Regions from separate parts of the Astyanax mexicanus genome. Here region 1 is linked to region 2. A link is a contact called in public Hi-C data. All regions are on one chromosome and are shown on one strand. The core of a region is the stretch at or near the end of the contact, and the rest is flanking DNA. Distances in the headings are between cores, read along the strand shown.

Region 1 (4,312 bases), core at 323-2,822, 49 kb after region 2:
AAAAAAAAAAACAGGGGGGAATCTTATAGGCAGAGTTGAATAAAAAATATATATTGTATTAAAAAAAATGTGTGTGGTAGAAAAATAAACTGCTGACTTTTGGGGACAAAAGTTGTGAGTCTTTGATAAATCACAGTATTGATGTAACTTACACATTATTTGTAACTTAATATGTAATATGTATTGTATTTAAACTCCACCAGAAGCATGAGGGAAATAATCTCAGGAAGAATCTAGTTGCAGTCTTGCAAATAATGATCCTGCAAGATTCCCAGTCTTTGCTAAATCTTAGTCTGTGACTAAAAAGTCTGAGACTGGTCTTTAGATGTGAGAGGGTGTCAGGCTTTAGTCTGTTAAGTTTTTTCAGAGTCTTTTCAAAGTTGTGTAGTGTATGGACAGCATTAGTGGCTCTTTAAAGTGAAGAGAAATAACTGTATTCATGTCAGAAATAAATGTTAACATTGAAAAAAATACTTATCAGTGTGCTACCAAAATAATATCATTTTAAATATCGAGATAACATATTTTTTTACCATATCTCCCAACCCTAGGACTGAAGTAGAACAACTAAAAACTGTGGAAAACTTTTTTTAGTCAATTTCTTGTCAAGTTTAGCGTCAGTTAGCTTTTACTACAACCAAGTGAACAAGTAAAGAGGCAGCTAACGTTAACGTAACGTCATGAGCAGGGACTGCAAATTCCAAAAACAACCCAACCAAAATAGCGAAGTTCAGATTTTTTTCTCTCAGAAGTATCTCCACAGACACCAGCTATAGTTAGCATCAACAAGTGTAAACCTTTAGTTAAGTACTTCTGACGGCTTCAGAAGTAGCTAGATGTATCTAACTGTCGACCGAAAACAATATTTGTTCAATAAAAAGTATTTATTTTCCGTAAAGTTACAAGTAGCCAGCTAATACAAACAACAAGCAGCGTAAACACGAATATAAACCACGAAAACTTTGTTTTTAGTGCCTCGGTAGGTTAGTGAACAAGTTAGGTTAGCTAGGCGGTGAACGCTGTAAAAACCTGGCTGTGGAGAAAACTTGTTCGACAAGAATGTAACTTATGCGCCTTGGCTCGGAAAGACAGCAGCAGAAAGACGGGTGTCAGCCGTTTTTTTTTACCCCGAGCTTTTCCACTTCTCCGCACCGCCTCAGCCACAACAACAGCCAGGATAAGTTAGCTAATTTACAGCTACTTAACCTGACTAGCCGCACACTCACTGTAAGTTAGCTCTTACAGACATGACCAGGCAACAGAGCCTGTAACATGGCACACAGTGGGAAAATGGGCAGGTTTCAGCGTTAGCTAGCTAATGTAGTTACTTAACTTGGCGTTAGGGAGCTTACCTCGTCCCATTTGATGAACTTGCTTCCCCTTTTGAGCACTTCGTGGACGACCACGGGCTTGAGCTGTAGCGCGTGTACTCCCGGCTTGGCCCCGGCCATGGTTGCTCCAGTAGCGGGGTGGCTGAGGCGACCTGACCGGAGCCTGGTTCAGCTCAGATTCAGCTCGGAAGAGCTCAGCAGCAGCAGCTCCTTACTGAGACTCAGTGAGTAAAAAGAAAGAGAGGGAGGGAGAAAGAGAGAGAGAGAGAGGGAGTGTGTGTGTGTGTGTGTGTGTGTGTGTGTGTGAGAGAGAGAGAGAGAGAGAGAGAGAGAGAGAGAGAGAGAGGAATAGGAGGAACCTGACTGACAACTTTGAATCAACGATGGATTTTGTGTTGATTTTGAAAAGTGAAGTTTGATATGGCAACGTTGTTTCAACGTCGTACGTTCAACCTTTAATAATCCATAGCCCACTAAAACTTAAAATTCCTACGGTTTACAGAGTGTTAACGATATCCAGCTGGCATTTCAACGTTGAATCAATGTTGAATCAACCTTGATGTTATGGTTGGATCAAGGTTGGATTTGGGGTTGATTTTGAAATGTTAAACAGTAAAAGAAATAGATTATACCCCCCCCCCCCCCCCCCCCAGGTATAGGGAAGAATTAGTGCTAAATTAAAAAGCAGTTGCTGCATATGAAAATAAAACCACTTATCCTTATATCCAACCGTTTTTTTAATTGTATGCTGATTAAATGTACAATGCTAATTCAAAAGGCAGAAGGTTGAGGATATTATGTTGATTCAACGCTTTCAATGGTTTGCACAGCCATTTAACAGTGCTGTTTCAACGTTGTTTCAACAGACAGGACGTTGTTTCAAGGTTGAAACGACAGGCATTACTTCAACCATATTTCTAACACATTTTAACGGTAAAGGTCGGTTGTGTGCCAGCTGGGTCTGGGCGATTTTTTAACCTAAATTGTTACAAATTTGACAAGTTGAAGAAATAAACAGAGAAATAAAGAGAGAGGGAAAATATAATAACTGTGTCAACTTCTTTAACCCTCACAGGTCACACATATAAGCTAATAAATACTTCTGTTATGACTTCTTTCTCTCCACTGCACTGTTTATTCACATTTAGTTAAGACAGTCCAGACACCAGTCTCTTATCGTATGTCCGAGTTGTTGAATGGATCTTTTCCTTCCCGCCCTCCACCTCCATCCATCTATCTCTCTATCTCTCTATCTATACACCCACCCGCCTGTTAATAATGCCCCCCTCTCCTTCCTTTGCTTTGAAACAATAAATGCTCCGGGGAAGGAAACTTTCACTAGAGTTGACTCGCGCCGTCCCCGCTGGAAATAGCTCGTCCTTTTCCTTCATGTTTTCTCGAAATAAACAAGAGAGAGAGAGAGACAGGAGGGCAGGGACGACAAGGACGGGGGAGGTAAGGAAGTGAGGGAGAAAAACTGAACAGACGGGGGAGTGCTTGTCGTTTTTGTCCTCCTCCTTTTCTCTCTTCCCTGTCTTCTGTACGTTGTCACTCCTCCTCTCCGTGTAGAGGCGTGTTCAGCTTTACATGGCGGAGCTCTGAAGGGAACAGATTGAAAAGTGGCCACAGATTTAACTTAAAATCAATTTAAATCTAACATGTGTACATATTGTAAACAGAACAATTAACATTCATATCAAGAGTCAAGTCAAGAGGCTTTTATTGTCATTTCAGTACAAGAACACAAGAACATAGTGCATTAAAAATGACGTGAAACCAACACTACAATATAGACTACATGCAATAAATACAGCAAACATGAGACAATTTAACAGACAGGGCAGTGCAGTACTGACACAGTACAATCTAAAAGAGTGTAGTGATGATAATGTGTATAGAATATATAGAATCAACAGCAAATATTGCTGATAGGGATAGAGTCTGTTTTAGTTTAGTATTTTATGTTACAAACCACTAAAATCTATTGTAGTTTTTTCTAGTATTACTAGACATAGTTTGCCAAAAAAAACCCTACATCTTTTTTCCACTCTCTGAGGATACAAAATCTCAAAACCTCAAAACCAGATTAGATGTAATCAGATGACTTTGTGGTGTGAAGGCTGTTAAAAAGGTGTTAGTTGCTGAGACTTATATGGCACTATATGTCATTATTAGTGATTATGTCTTGACACTAGACTCGCCTACCATTTCCTTCTTCCTCATGTTCTAAAGATGTGCTAATAGAGTGGATATTGCTAGGATAAGACCATTTAAACCCAATAATTCAACAGAATTATCATGGTAGTTAAAAAACCTGTATTTATTTTAAGTGATTACATGCACTTTTCATACGTATATATGCACAATCAAATTAGAATTTTCTATTGTTTAGGAACTCTGGTGACCAAAAGATTACATTTATCATCTTTTAGAAATGCTGCCTTTAGTAAAAAGGAGCCAGGAGAATGGACAGCATCAGCGTTGACTTGAGTTTATTAACACACAAAACAGCATGAGTATAGCTTAGTCAATTACAGCCAGTCTGTCGTGTTCAGGAGCTAGTTAGAAAATCTTATACGGGTACAAGCTAAGTGGTTCAAGAGAGTGTCATCAGTAATAAAACCTGTGAGGTAAAAGGTGGCAGTGATTGAATTAACTTTAGGCAATTTAGGATTCTCTCAGATGATTCTGTCTCTATAATTATAATTATCTTATAAAGGTACCCTTAAAAGGCAGTAGTTTTATTTAGCTATAAAGGACAAGACAACCATATTCACCACAAGCATGTTGGACACACAGATGGAATGTCGCCTCCGCCTTTAACCCATACATGCAGTGAACACACACATGCACACACACACATTGTGGTATTGTAAGCACATTACAGGAACGGGAACAGTGGGGGCTCGGCTTGATGTATCATGCATTTTTATATGTTTAAACTTTCTTTGCAGGCTCTGTTGCAACTGGCTCACAGGCCT
Region 2 (4,683 bases), core at 1,550-4,049:
TCTATAAGAATTAACAAATCATATGCTACTAAATTTGCGTTTGCGTTTTTTGCATCTGGACCTTCTTCCTGATAAAAAGACAACAATGTAAACAGAGGGTTAACACTTCCATCTACTAAACGTTGATTACTCAACCATAGCAGTTAAAATCCTGTACAGTATTTCATTTTAGTCCACTTTAATAACCGGCATGTCATTTAATTAATAAAATAATCAGAAGGGTCTGTTCTAATTGCTGCCACTCTCTCTCTCAGTTTGTCTTTAGATAGTAAATCTTCATAAGCACTATAATAAACGTTATTGATTAAATGAGAACAGTAAAGGCTGTTATCAGAGCATCTTCTTTCATCACAGTGTTTTAATTTCCTCTTCAGACCACTGAATTGATTCCATTTAATTGTTTCTGCTCGTCTTCATCAGTGTCCAGCACTCTTTTACTGTGATCATGGAGCAGAGGATGAGTTAAAAAAAAAAAAAAAAAAAGGACAGTGAAAACGGGGGGGTGGGGGGGGGGGGTGTATGAGACAGAGGTGTGCTGTAACTTTACGGCCCATTGTAAAACATTGTGGGCTGCAATTTACTAAATTAAAAGTTGTTTTATTGGAGGACTAAAACAAACATAATAATGACATGTTTACCCATAAGTACACACAATCTAGTTCACAAACAAACACAGGGAGACACACAGAGACACACACACAAACATACAGAGACACACACATACAGAGACACACACACACACATACAGAGACACACATATACAGAGATAAACACACATACAGAGATACACACACACACAGAGAGACACACACACACAGAGAGACACACACACACACACACACACACACACACACACACATACAGAGACACACACATACAGAGACACACACACAAATACAGAGACACACATACAAATACAGAGACACACACACATACATACAGAGAGAGACACACACATACAAATACACACACATACAGAGACACACACACACACACACACACACATACAGAGACAGAAACGTAGAGAGAGAGACACACAAACACACACACACACGTCCAGAGAGACACACACATACACATACATATATACATACAGAGACACACACAAATACTCACGCTTTGAGTAAGAAGGTATTGCGTGAGCTGTTTTGGGAGAGTATGTTTGTAGCAAGTTTAAACAGCTCCTCGGTCCACACCTGGAGATACAGTCATGCAGACACACACAGAAACACACAATATGAGTCAGCACAGTAAACCAGTGCAGTCTGGGTCAGCTTCAAAGAGGAGGACGAGAGAGAGAGAGAGAGAGAGAGACAAGAGAACGAGGAAATCCCATTGAGGAAATCCCATTAAGGAAATCCCCACAAAGAAAAAATAAAATAAAAAGAGAAGGCCCATTGAGAAAAGATGACCCTATGTAAGAAGGAAAGAGATAGAAAGAAAGAAAGAAAGAAAGAGAGAGAGAGAGAGAGAGAGAGAGACAGACAGACTGGGCATGGGTAAGCGAGACACAGGAACACAGAGTCTTGGTGTAGGTGGCAGATTGATGTTATTACCTTGGCAATGTCCTCCTGCATAGCCTGGAAGTTGAGGAAGGAGATGTTGACCAGGTCGTTGCCATGGACAACCGTCACCAGCTTGCCCTCCACATTCCCCTCACCTTTCCCAAAGCCCAGCAATTCTCGCACTGTTAGGGCCTACACACACACACACACACACACGTGCACACACATTAATACATAGTGGAGTAACTGCAAATGTTACAACCTAGCCCCTCAGTCTGGTAATTCTGGTAAAGTGTGAAAGTCTGGTTAAAACACACACACACACACAAACAAACACCTAAATCATCTCAAATCCCTGTAGAGAAGAACTGCAAATAAATAAACACAAACATATTGACAACATGTCTAATGTAAAACATGTTCTGGATGATATAAAGCCCACCAGCACTGAGCTGGGGACAAGTGGAACTGTGTTATCTGGACTGATGGTAAGGTCGAATCCAATACTTTAGGGACAAGTTGGTGAGTTGGGGATGAGGTGGGGTGAAGTGCTGGTCATTCAACATCCATGGCTAGCAGTTAGCCGCTAATGCTAATGCTCCAGCCTTAGTGCTGGAGAAATTTGGGAATCTGAGCTTACTGTAAATAAACTGAAGTGCTTTACTCACCAAAATAACCATTTTTAGGAGAGAAATATGCGTAGATTAACATCCAGTGCTCGTTTGACTTTAATAGAAAGTCTTTTTAATTACAGATATGTTTACTTAGCTTAGCTTTACTTATTTAGCTACCCACCACCACCCTGCTGAATTAGAAGTTACTTGTAGTGTCTCTTAAAATTCGCCTTATGTATAAAAATAGACCAGAAAATAGACGTTTACTGATCGTGTGCCTTATAATACGGTAATTTATTTTTTTATTGTATCAGTTTCTTGAGATAATATTGATATAAAGTAAAATCAAATCTATCTAATCACTTTATTTTGGAAGAACTATTGAATGAGCAGGTGTGTCAATACTTTTGTCCATAGTATTACAGTATTTTGCCCTAATATAGGCAAACAACTCTTATTAAAGTAGCTTAGCACTATTCAAAACTGCTTTTATACCTTCTTTTAGGTTTATTAGATGAGATGTTTTTTGGATAACCAAACATAGGTCTGATCTCAGTTCTCCCCCTTTTTGTATGTTCTTCACAGTGTCTGGATTTCTGCAGCTCATTCGGAAACCCTCTCCACCCACCAGTCACAGTTTAATTTCATCCAGCTAATTGTGATTAATCCCCGGGTGCAGCGCCCCACCCTGCACCTCCAGCAGTCTGTTAAAGTACAGCGTGTGACTGTTCCTCTGCAGAGCTCTGCCCTCTTCTGTAGCTTTATGGTTCAACCATAGAGATCTGATCTTACAAACACAGCCACACTATCAAAAAGCAGCCAGCAATAAACTTTTATAAGGTCATAGTACACAGAGAGAGAGAGAGAGAGAGAGCACAGCACACTCCACCTGAACAGCAGTGTTGAGTCCCTGTGCTGCGTCTTTCAGCTCAATGGAAGTGAGACGTCTATAAATAGCTTTTACTACGTTCTCCAGTTACAGAGATGATTTTTTAATGAGCTGAGCATTAATATCTGCTCTGTAGAGTGATGAACGGGTTCAGATAAATGATAAAGATTGAGGTCGAGTAGTCATGCTGATAACTAATAAGTAGAACCGTGTCGGCCTATCAGTCTGTGCAGCAATAAATGAGAATTGTACATAATTGTTCAGCTCTTTTAAGGAACGTGTCAATGTAATTCTTTTATTCACATTTATTTGTGTTGATTGTGACAGTTTTTATTGCTCATTAATAAAAATAACAAATCTTATGTTAAACACACTGTTTAGCATACGTATAAGGGCTGGCAATCAAGCTAAAATTTAAATGTAAATATAATATAAACATATGAAATAATACACCAAATCGGACCATTTCTCAAAAAGACAATGTATGCAATATATAGCATTTTGTCCCCTCAATGTTATAAATTCAGTAGGACAGTGATATAACTCCTAAATGCATGAGTGGGTGCTCATATTTTTTAAAGTGTAATATCTTTATTTTTGCTGTTTTAAACTTTGAGAAAATTGTTAATTGCCATTCCTTCTTGAGTTGTGTCAGAACAGCTGGCATGATTAAAGAGACCACTTACAAATTATGAGTTTCTTTCAATTATCAAAATTGAAAACCTCTGGAATATAATCAAGAGCAAGATGGATGATCACAAGCCATCAAACCAAGCTGAACTGCTTGAATTTTTGCACCAGGAGTGGCATAAAGTTATCCAAAAGCAGTGTGTAAGACTGGTGAAGGAGAACATGTCAAGATGCATGAAAACTGTGATTAAAAACGTTAAAAAAAAGAGTTATTCCACCAAATACTGATTTCTAAAATGAACTTGCTTTCTCATTTCGCATTTTCTGCAAATAAATGCTCTAAATGACAATATTTTTATTTGGAATTTAGGAGAAATGTTGTTCGTAGTTTATAGAATAAAACAACAATAGTTATTTTACTCACCTATAAAAAACTGATTCAGATTTTTTTCCAGAGCTGTACGTATTCACTGACTTCCACTGAATGTGTGTGTTTGAAAATCATTTGCTGTATAAATATACAGTATGTACACACTGACTTCCACTGAAAGTGCAAGTGTTTCATCATTCGCTGTATAATCAAGTGATGAAGAAGTATGACACCACTTGCTTTAAAAATCTAAATTCTTGTAAGTGTAGCCTGCATGTGCAATTTAATCAAACTACAAACCAGTGGAACCTGATAAGAATTGTGTAAAAATCGGCCACATTCATTTTCCATCATCATTTCTTTTCCACTTTTTCTATAAAATATCCATAGAAAATTAAAATAGTCGTGTAAAGGTAACACTTTATTTTTTTGTAAAAAAAGACTGGAAAATAAGTATTGAAACATTAAATCATCATTAATCCACCCATTCCTATTTAAAACAAAAGAGTTAAGACAAAGACACACTTTCTCTCCTGCACACCGTACCTTTGGTAACTTGGCAAACTTCCCTGTTCTGGTGTCCCTGATATGGCTGATGTCCACAATCTCCACCTCCTGAGGAGAAATGAAAACAGAAAATGTAAACAGGTTTCGCATGTGTATACTCTTCCAAAG

Evidence for each region. A called contact is a pair of places that touch in the nucleus more often than the background predicts.
Region 1: a Hi-C map of muscle shows a contact between it and region 2, with 20 times the contacts expected there. The contact joins the promoter of plcb3 here to the enhancer-like site in region 2. A contact is called at or near these places in 2 of 3 Hi-C or Micro-C datasets (both in muscle).

What each region holds. Positions count from the first base shown.
Region 1 is chr8:20,028,512-20,032,823 of AstMex3_surface, forward strand. It overlaps plcb3 (phospholipase C, beta 3 (phosphatidylinositol-specific)), which reads right to left and starts at 1,573. Exons shown (of 34, transcript XM_007242041.4): 1 at 1,353-1,573. The coding sequence starts at 1,451.
Region 2 is chr8:19,978,167-19,982,849 of AstMex3_surface, forward strand. It overlaps plcb3 (phospholipase C, beta 3 (phosphatidylinositol-specific)), which reads right to left. Exons shown (of 34, transcript XM_007242041.4): 3 at 4,555-4,623; 4 at 1,557-1,697; 5 at 1,117-1,196. Among protein-coding and RNA genes, the nearest start is that of plcb3, 50 kb to the right of the region's middle. Within about 2 kb of position 2,800, the one cell type or tissue checked has an H3K27ac peak away from gene starts, as active enhancers do.